2 separate regions of the Capra hircus genome follow, and region 1 is linked to region 2. Evidence: chromatin contacts called from public Hi-C data. All regions are on one chromosome and are shown on one strand. Each heading gives the region's core, a stretch centred on a gene start, on an enhancer-like site or on the middle of the called end of the contact. The rest is flanking DNA. Distances are from core to core; before and after follow the strand shown.

The links. Hi-C and Micro-C count contacts between places; a contact is called where the count stands out from the background.
Region 1: a Hi-C map of blood shows a contact between it and region 2, with 5 times the contacts expected there. The contact joins the enhancer-like site here to the promoter of CEBPB in region 2. A contact is called at or near these places in 2 of 5 Hi-C or Micro-C datasets (both in blood).

The regions. Positions count from the first base shown.
Region 1 is chr13:78,005,746-78,009,859 of ARS1.2, reverse strand. No RefSeq gene overlaps it. Among named protein-coding and RNA genes, the nearest start is that of PTPN1, 45 kb to the left of the region's middle. Within about 2 kb of position 1,344, at least 3 of the 5 cell types and tissues checked have an H3K27ac peak or open chromatin away from gene starts, as enhancers often do.
Region 2 is chr13:77,738,439-77,742,954 of ARS1.2, reverse strand. It overlaps CEBPB (CCAAT/enhancer-binding protein beta), which reads right to left and starts at 2,651. Exons shown (of 1, transcript XM_018058020.1): 1 at 729-2,651. The coding sequence starts at 2,447. The coding sequence ends at 1,392.

The sequences.
Region 1 (4,114 bases), core at 95-2,594, 270 kb before region 2:
CGCTGGTTTTGTTTTTTACTTAATAATGTACCTTGGAGATCTTTCCAGATCAGTGCTAGGAGAGCATTCTCCACACATTCCATTGTCTGAATATCATAATTTATCTAACCAGTGCCCGAAGACACGGTGTAGCTGATTCCAGTGTTTTTGCTGCAGCAAGCAATGCTGTGATTAGTATCCCTTTCACAAGAGTCTTTCCGTGTATGCGGATCTATTTCCGTAGGGATGAATTCTTAGCCCCTGAACCGCCCAGTCATAGGGCAGGTGCATTTTTAAATTTTAACACTTATTGTCTAAATGCTTTCTGAGGTCATGCCTACCAACTGACATTCAGGGCAGTGACTGACGTGAGCCCTGGTTTCCCCACACTCCAGCCAACGCCAGCTATTATCCGACCGCTCCATCTTGGCTTTGCCTATCGGGGAAAAATGTGTTCACCGTGGTTGTAATCCCCACAGTCTTCCTTTAGGTTGGGGAATTAAAAAACATATCTAAAGGCCATTTGTGTCTCTTTTCTGGTAGTAAAGCATTCACATCCTTTGCCCACATTTCTATCGGATAATTGTCTCTTCATCTGCAAGAGCTCTTTATATACTAAGAAAATTAGGTCTTTGTTTCTCACAGATGTTACACATGTATGTATTCTGAAATCCAGATATGTTGCCAGAAATCCCCTTTTGCACCATGTTTTTCAGGCCTGAGGTTATTTGACAATATGTTGTGGATCCCGTTCCGTATTTTAAATGTGCCTTTGAAGCGAAATTATTTTTTAAATTTATTTTTAATTGGAAGACAATTCCTTTATAACGTTGTGCTGATTTCTGTCAACGACAATGTGAATCAGCATAAGTATACATATCTCCCTTCCCTCTTGAACCTCCCACCCCGCATCACATCCCACTCCTCTAGCAAAACTATTTGAGAATTATTTTTAAATCATTCTGGGTATATTGGAAGCTCATCCCCATGGCTCTGGATCTAGGTGAACACCCGTGTCAGAGAGGAGAATTATGAAGCATCCAGTAGGCGCCATCTGTTTATGTATGTTACTTAATATAATCCTACCCACAACACTGGTGTAACATCATCCCCATTTTACAGCTGAGGAAACTGAGGTCCAGAGGGGTCATAGATTTGTTCAAGGCCTCCCTGCTGCTCTGTGGGAGAGCTGGGATCCAAAACCATGTCATTTTGTCTCCTAAGCCTTTGCTACCATCTTTCATGACCTTAAATCTCCACATTCCCTCTGAGTCTGGATGAAGATGGCCCTGGGGTCAATCTCTATTCCCCACCACCACTCCGGGCTGGAGAGCTTCATGCAGTTTTGGTATCAAGCCACTGGGAGGCGCTAGGGACACACCCCTTGTCTAACTGGCCGCAGCCTGGAAGGGACGCGCTGTGGCAGCCTAAGGCGTTAGGCATTGCCAAATGGCCCTGGGTCTAGAACCCCTGTTGTACAGGTCACACAAAACAACCAAAGTTAGTCCTGGCTCACACACAGAGAGTTTCTCATGTGGGAACTCATTAATACCCGGAGGTGGGAACTGACTCCATCTCTGCCTTAGAGACGAGGAAACTGAAGCCCAGAGAGGTTCGGCGGCTTGCCTAAGGCCGCGCAGCCAGCAGCCAGCAGCCAGCAGCCAGCAGCCCTGGGCCGGGCCGGGCCAGGCCGGTCCTCAAGCTCCGCACCTGTGCCCTCAGGCGCCGTGGTCTACCGACCCTCAGGAAAGCATGCATTGTGTGCGCATCAGATCCATAGGAACATTCACAAACAAATACCATCTCTCCCAGTTTTCTTTCTACGTGTTTTCATTTCCCCACTTTTGATGGACACCCGGGTACACGAGATGTTTCATTTTCATTGCAATTATACTATGAGAAGATCACCAGCCTGAAGTGCCGTAGTAAATGGCAGCCGACACCCAGCCTCAACATCAGAGATGCGCTGGGGAGCGATGGAGACTGTGGTCCCAGGTGGCTTGGCCCTGTCAGTCCTGGCCCATTGCTTCCTGGCACGTGAGCTGGCCCAGTTTTGCAAGGATCGTATCCTTGCTCAGGTGTGTCCGACTCTTGGCGACCCCATGGACTGTAGCCCTCCAGGCTCCTCTGTCCATGGGAATCTCCAGGCAAGAATACTGGAGTGTGTTGCCATGCCCTCCTCCAAGGGATCTTCCCAACTCAGGAACTGAACCCAGGTCTCCTGTATTTGCAGGCAGATTCTTCGCCATCTGAGCCACCAGGGAAGCCCAAGCATACTGGAGTAGGTAGCCTGTCCCTTCTCCAGGGGATCTTCCGTCCCAGGAACTGAACAGGGGTCCCCTGCATTGCAGGCAGATTCTTTACCAGCTGAGCTTCCAGGGAAGCCAGTGATCCAGATTTCTAATGTGAAATTTCCTAATTTTAAAATAGTGAAATTGAAAGTTGCTCAGTCGTTGCCGACGCTTTGCAACCCCCTGGACTATAGTCCATGGAGTTCTCCAGGCCAGAATACTGGAGTGGGTAGCCTTTCCCTTTTCCAGAATTTTAAAATAACGACAATTAATTAAAAAATGAAAAACCCTGGGATGGCCAAAACAAAACATGTCTGAAGGCTGATTTGGCTTGAGAGCGGCCGGTCTGCAGGCTTCCTTAAAGGTGCATTCAAGGTCCAGGAATAAACAGGCATCCTCTCAGCGCCCTTGGCCTCTCATGATCATTCAATTAATTCTTTTACCTATTCAGCCATACATTCATTCCCTGCATGCATTCTACCCACCCACTCATCCATCGATATCCATGCACCCATCATCCATCCTTTATTTATTCATTTCACCCGCTTACTCACCCATCCATCCATCCATCCATCTATTCATCCTCCATAAGTTAATTCATTTTTCCAGCCATCATTATTGTCCTAGACCCCGGCCTCATGTGCTGGACTCTGGCCAAACCCTGGGGACGCGGTGAAGCCTGTGCACCCATCCTTCATTTGGTTTCGTAGAAAAAATGAGCAGTAGGAGGCCGATCATAGACAAGGATGGAACCAAGTGGTGATAAATTTAGACGCCGCCATTTTCCAGCTCGACAACCTTGGGCAAATCACTACATCTTTCAAGCCTTGGTTTCCTTCTCTGTGAAGTGAGGCTGACACAGTGACCCCTAGCTGGCTCACAGGCAGGCTGTCAAGACCAGGTTAAGCTAGGTAACGCATGTGAAGAGGGGCAGGGACACGGTGGGGTGACCCCCGTTAGGCCGTAGGGACACGTGGGGCTGCGGTGTGACATGGGGTCACCAGCCCAGTCTGGGGTCTGCAGAGGCTCTGGGGCGTGGCAGCGGCGACAGGTCCGCCAGGCCCCATGCTGCGAGAGGGCGGGCTGGGTCATTATCCGCACAACTTCCCCGCGGTCGGCTGACACCTTCCGCCGGCCCGGAGCGTGCTGGGTTTCCCACTCTTGCTTCACTTCTAAAGGGCAGTTCTTTCTCTGACCATGCTGCCCCGCCCCACCCTGCCCCAGTTTGTGGGAAAACTCTATGGAACAGAAAGGGCTTGCGGGCTCCCCTTTGCTAGATTTGTTGTTATTTTTTTCCCTTTTAAATTGAAACCATGCTTATTAAAGAAGATTAGGAAAAAACACATCAAACAAGAAATAAGAAAGATTATTCTTTGTCCCATTCTTCTAATGCAGCCACACTAAACAGACTGGTTTCATTTTTTCTCTTTCCTCTTTCTCCTAACCTAAGGTATTTGTGTGTGTGCATGTGTGTGTGTGTGTGTGTGTGTGTGTGTTTGCAGGGTTGTAAGTCATACTGCTCAACTATTTAGGGTTGTGCTTTAAAAAGCTTTTCCATTATATCACAAGCATTTTCCCCCACTGCTCATCTTCATGAACACATTTGAAGGGCTGCATGAATTTATCTAGCAAATGTTAAGTGAGCACCTCCTATGGTCTGTGGGAGAGAAATGATGGAATAATGCTGAGCAACATTCTGTGCCAGACACTGCTCTTAGCCTTTCAATTAAACTGCTTCTTCCTCGCAACCATCCTGTGAGGTGGTGCCATCATAATGCCCACTTTCTAGATGAGAAAACTGAGGCCCGAGGTTGTACAGCTAATAGGGGAGCCAGCATGTGAAT
Region 2 (4,516 bases), core at 1,402-3,901:
GTACAAGCAAGACAAGTGGTACTAGGAAAGGAGTGAACGTATAGGAACCCTTCCCCCGCCTCCCCAACCGAGCCCAGATTCTGGATTCTCCCCTCCCTCTGGCCAGAACACACAAACACAAGCTCACCCACACACCCAGGCTACTCTCTTAAAAATATACATACGCACACACACTATTTTCTAAACACCATGCCCTGCTTCACTTTTCAAAACAGTCTGCTCCGATTTGGGCTCAGTAGGACCAAGACCTGTACCCCTTCTTTTTCAGAGTCACAGCCCCATGGGCTGGGTCCCCACGCGCTGTGCAGAGATCAGAACCCGCAAAGCCCCTCCAAACCCAAGCCCTGGACTCAGGACCAGCCAGAGGCCCTGCAGGCCCTCCCCAAGCAGGGCTCCTAGTCACTCCTCCCCAGCACTCAGCCGCACTGAGTCACCCTCAAAGCCTGACCCAGCACTCCTCTGCCCCTCCCCCGCGCCAGACCTGATACCCCCATCTCCAAGCACAGGCCCTGGGGGTGGGGTTGAGGGGGGGAGTAGCAGAGGAGAATAAGCAGCTGCAACACCCCCACCCAACCACCTAAAATGCCAAAAATAACAGCAGCTCTCTCTCACACACACACACACACACACACACCCCAACAACAACAAGCCCCCACACACCAGAAAGGCAAATATAAATCCAAAATAAAGGGGAAGAAAAAAAAAATCAAAGCCAACTACTGCCCCCAAAAGGCTTTTTAAACATTCTCAAAAAAAAAAAAAGTTTATTAAAAGTGTTCTTAATGCTCGAAACGGAAAAGATTCCCAAATATACAGATGCCTCTTTTTTCATAGAAATAGATTATTTTTTTATAATACAAAAAAAAAAAGGCCAAAAAAAAAAAAACACCAACGAAAACAAAAAACAACATCAACAGCAACAACCCCGTAGGAACATCTTTAAGCGATTACTCAGGGCCCGGCTGACAGTTACACGTGGGTTGCGTCAGTCCCGTGTACACACGCGTTCAGCCATGTTTAAACCGATTGCATCAACTTCGAAACCGGCCCGCCCGCCGGCGCCCAGAGAGGGGGGGTGGGCAGAATGAGAGGCAAGAGTTTATCATTCATCTGTACACATAGACATCTCTTCTTTAAATAACACCACGGGCGGGCGCCCCGTCTGCACGTGCGGCTGGTGTGGACAAAAATATAGATAGATATATATAATAAAATATTAAAATTACCGACGCGCTCCCCGCGCTGCCCAGTGCCCCAGTGCCAAAGTTCTGCCGGCGCCGCCAGGGGCGCGGGCGGGCGCGCGGGCGCTCCCCGGAGTCTCGGCGGCCGCGGCGCGCCCGGCAGCGCGGGGGCCGGCCGGCCGGCCGCGGGGGACGCGCACGGGGGCCGCGCTAGCAGTGGCCGGAGGAGGCGAGCAGGGGCTCGGGCAGCTGCTTGAACAAGTTCCGCAGGGTGCTGAGCTCGCGCGACAGCTGCTCCACCTTCTTCTGGAGCCGCTCGTTCTCGGCCGTGAGCTCCAGGACCTTGTGCTGCGTCTCCAGGTTGCGCATCTTGGCCTTGTCGCGGCTTTTGCGCACCGCGATGTTGTTGCGCTCCCGCCGGATCTTGTACTCGTCGCTGTGCTTGTCCACCGTCTTCTTGGCCTTGCTCTTGACCTGCGAGGGCGCCGGCGCCGCCCCCGCGTAGCAGGCGGCGGCGGCCGGGGGTGCCTTGGCGTCGGCGGGGCTCGGCGTGCCGGGCGGGCTGGACGACGAGGACGTGGACAGGCTCCCGCTGCTGCCGCTCGGCACCGCCTGGTAGCCGAGGTAGGCGCGCAGCGCGTACGGGAAGCCGGCCGCCATGCCCGCGGCGCCGCCGCCCGGAGCTCCGGCCTCCTCCTTCCGCTTGCAGTCCGCGGGCTCGAAGCCCGGCTCCGCCTTGAGCTCCGCCGGCGGCGGCGGCGGCGGCGGCGGCGGCGGTGGCGGGTGCAGGGGTGCGAAGCAGCCCGGGTGCAGCGCGCCCTTGGCGGCCCCCAGGCGGCCCAGGCTCACGTAGCCGTACTCGGCCGCCTTCTTGCAGTTCTTGCCCCCGTAGTCGTCGGAGAAGAGGTCGGAGAGGAAGTCGTGGTGCTGCCCGGAGGAGGCGGGCGCGGGGGCGGGCGCGGGCGGAGCCGCCTCGAAGGTGTCCGTGGCCGTGGTGGGTGCCGGGGCCTGCGGCGCGCCCAGCGGCTCCAGGTAGGGGCTGAAGTCGATGGCGCGCTCGTGCTCTCCGATGCTACCCAGCTCGCCGGCGGGGGGGCGCGGCCCGGGTCTGGCCGCCGGGGGCGCCGCGGGGGCCGCCTTGCCGCCGTACGCAGCAGCCAAGCAGTCCGCCTCGTAGTAGAAGTTGGCCACTTCCATGGATTTAAAGGCGGGCGGCGGCGGCGGCAGGGGGAGACATGCTGGGTCCCAGGCCACCAGGCGTTGCATGAACGCGGGTGCCCGGGGAGGGGGCCTGGGGCTGCCCGCGCCGGCCGGCCCGCAGGTGGCGCGGCCTCCCGGCTCCGAACAGTCGCTGCTGTGTCGCCGCCGCTGCTGCTGCTGCTGCCGCCGCCGCTGCTCCGGGGTGGCCGCTATCAGTGCGAGGGGCTGCCGGCCGGACCCTCGGGTGGGTCCCCTTCCCGGTCCCGTGCGCGGCTCTGACTCGCTAAAGTTTCTCCCGAGCCCGTTTATTTATAAAGGCGGGCCATAGCAACGGCTGCGTCACGCCCGGCGGCGGCCCCTCCCTCCCCGGGCACGCAGAGGACACGCCGCGGCCGCCCGGGACCCCCGGCCGGGCGCCGGCGGGCCGGCCTGGAGACCCGGAGCGCGCCCCCGGGGGTCCCCCGGCCTGCGGGGCCGGGGTGGGGGGCGGCCTCGGGCCCCCGCCCTGTCCACTCCCACCCGGCGGCCCCGAGATGGCGAGCGCGGAGAGGCGCGAGCCCGCCCCCGGACCGCCCCCTCTGGGCCGGCCGGCGGACGAGAAGGGAGGGGGAGCCCGGGGAGGGGGCCGGGCGACCGTCTGCTCCCACCCTGAACGCGGCCGCCGCCCGCCCCCTGCTGGAGGAGGCGCTGGCCTTCGGGAGCCGCGGCCGCCGGACCTGGCTCTCCAGGGAGGGGGCGCGCCCCTCTCCCCCCAGCCAGGGATGCTGGAGACCCCAACCCCCTCCAGCTCGGACTCCTGGAGGGGTGAGCCGCCTCCACAGCCCTCCCCCGCGTGCGGCCTTGCCCCTAAACTGGCACCCCTCCCCAGATCTGGACAGGAGGGACTCACACCTGCGGTGACTCCCCTTCTGAAATAGGAAGACCTGGGGTTGGGGGCTTGGGGAGGTGCAAACAAGGAGGCGAGCGCCCCTCCCCCGGCCCCGCCCCCCGCACCTGCCTGCTCCCTCCCCCTCGGACCACACCTGGGTCTTCTCCAGCCCCACCCCGCCCTGACCTGGGGCCCCCTCCCCGGAGGGTGGAACGGGGTGGGGTGCCCCCCGACCACACGCTGTGTGACCTTGGGCTAGTCACTTGGCTTCTCCAAGTTTAAGTCTGCGAGGGTGTCCTTACTGTATCTTTATTAGTTGTATTAACTGTGTCCAACGCAGACTCCCAAACGCTCACCGCTCTGGGACACACATCAGAAAGAAGGGCCTCCTCCCAGGGTACAAAGAGGCCCAGAGGCCCACAGCACACCCAAGATCACACAGCTTCATGTTCCCCACTGTTCTCAAAAGAAAAGCCCTTATCCAGGCACCCTCAGAGCTGTTCGTCATCCCCCTCCCAAAGCACCTGTATCTGAGGCTGGTGGGTGGGGGTCCAGGCAGGACCCAGGGGGCCATGCAGAAGGGAGGAAGGAGTTCTCCTCTTTCAGCAGGCCCCTGCTGTGTGGTGAGAGGGGTCTGGACCCAGAGCTTGCTTTTTCACCCTGCCAGGAGGATGCCCTCGCGGCCCTTGGTTCACAGAGAGGGAGATGAGATTGCCCACCAGGATGGGAACGTGGGCCCCAGGCCCTCCCTGCTGAGTGGGTGCCAGCCGCCCTGGCCCTCTCCTGCACCATTCCAAGGCCATTTCGGCAGCCCCTTGGGCCTACCCTTCTGCCACTCCCAGACCCCGGCACCCCAGGCAGGAGCTCCCAGCCTGCCTGGTGCTGACCCCCGACCCACTGACCCCAGCCCTGGCCCTGGCGGGCAGGCGGGCATTGCTCAACCTTCAGCGTTATCTGCTGAGCTGGGGTGACCTCCGCTCCGGAGAGCTGGAGAAATGACATCTCTGAGTGCCCTTGGGGGTGGGGGGCAGGGAGGGACAGAGTGAAACACTGGCCCAGCCTGCTGGCTTTCTGGGCCTTCCCAGCAGCCTCTGGGCCAGGGAGGGACCTAAGGCCCTGGGGCCACCCAGCCAGGCCTCCCAAGCTGCAAAATGGGACACTCAGGACTGAGCTGAAGCGCCACTGCCCCCAGAGGCCCTCCCAGCCCCACCTGCTGGCAAACTTCCTTCCTAGCCCTTATCTCCAGCCACCAAGATCCTCGTCTTGT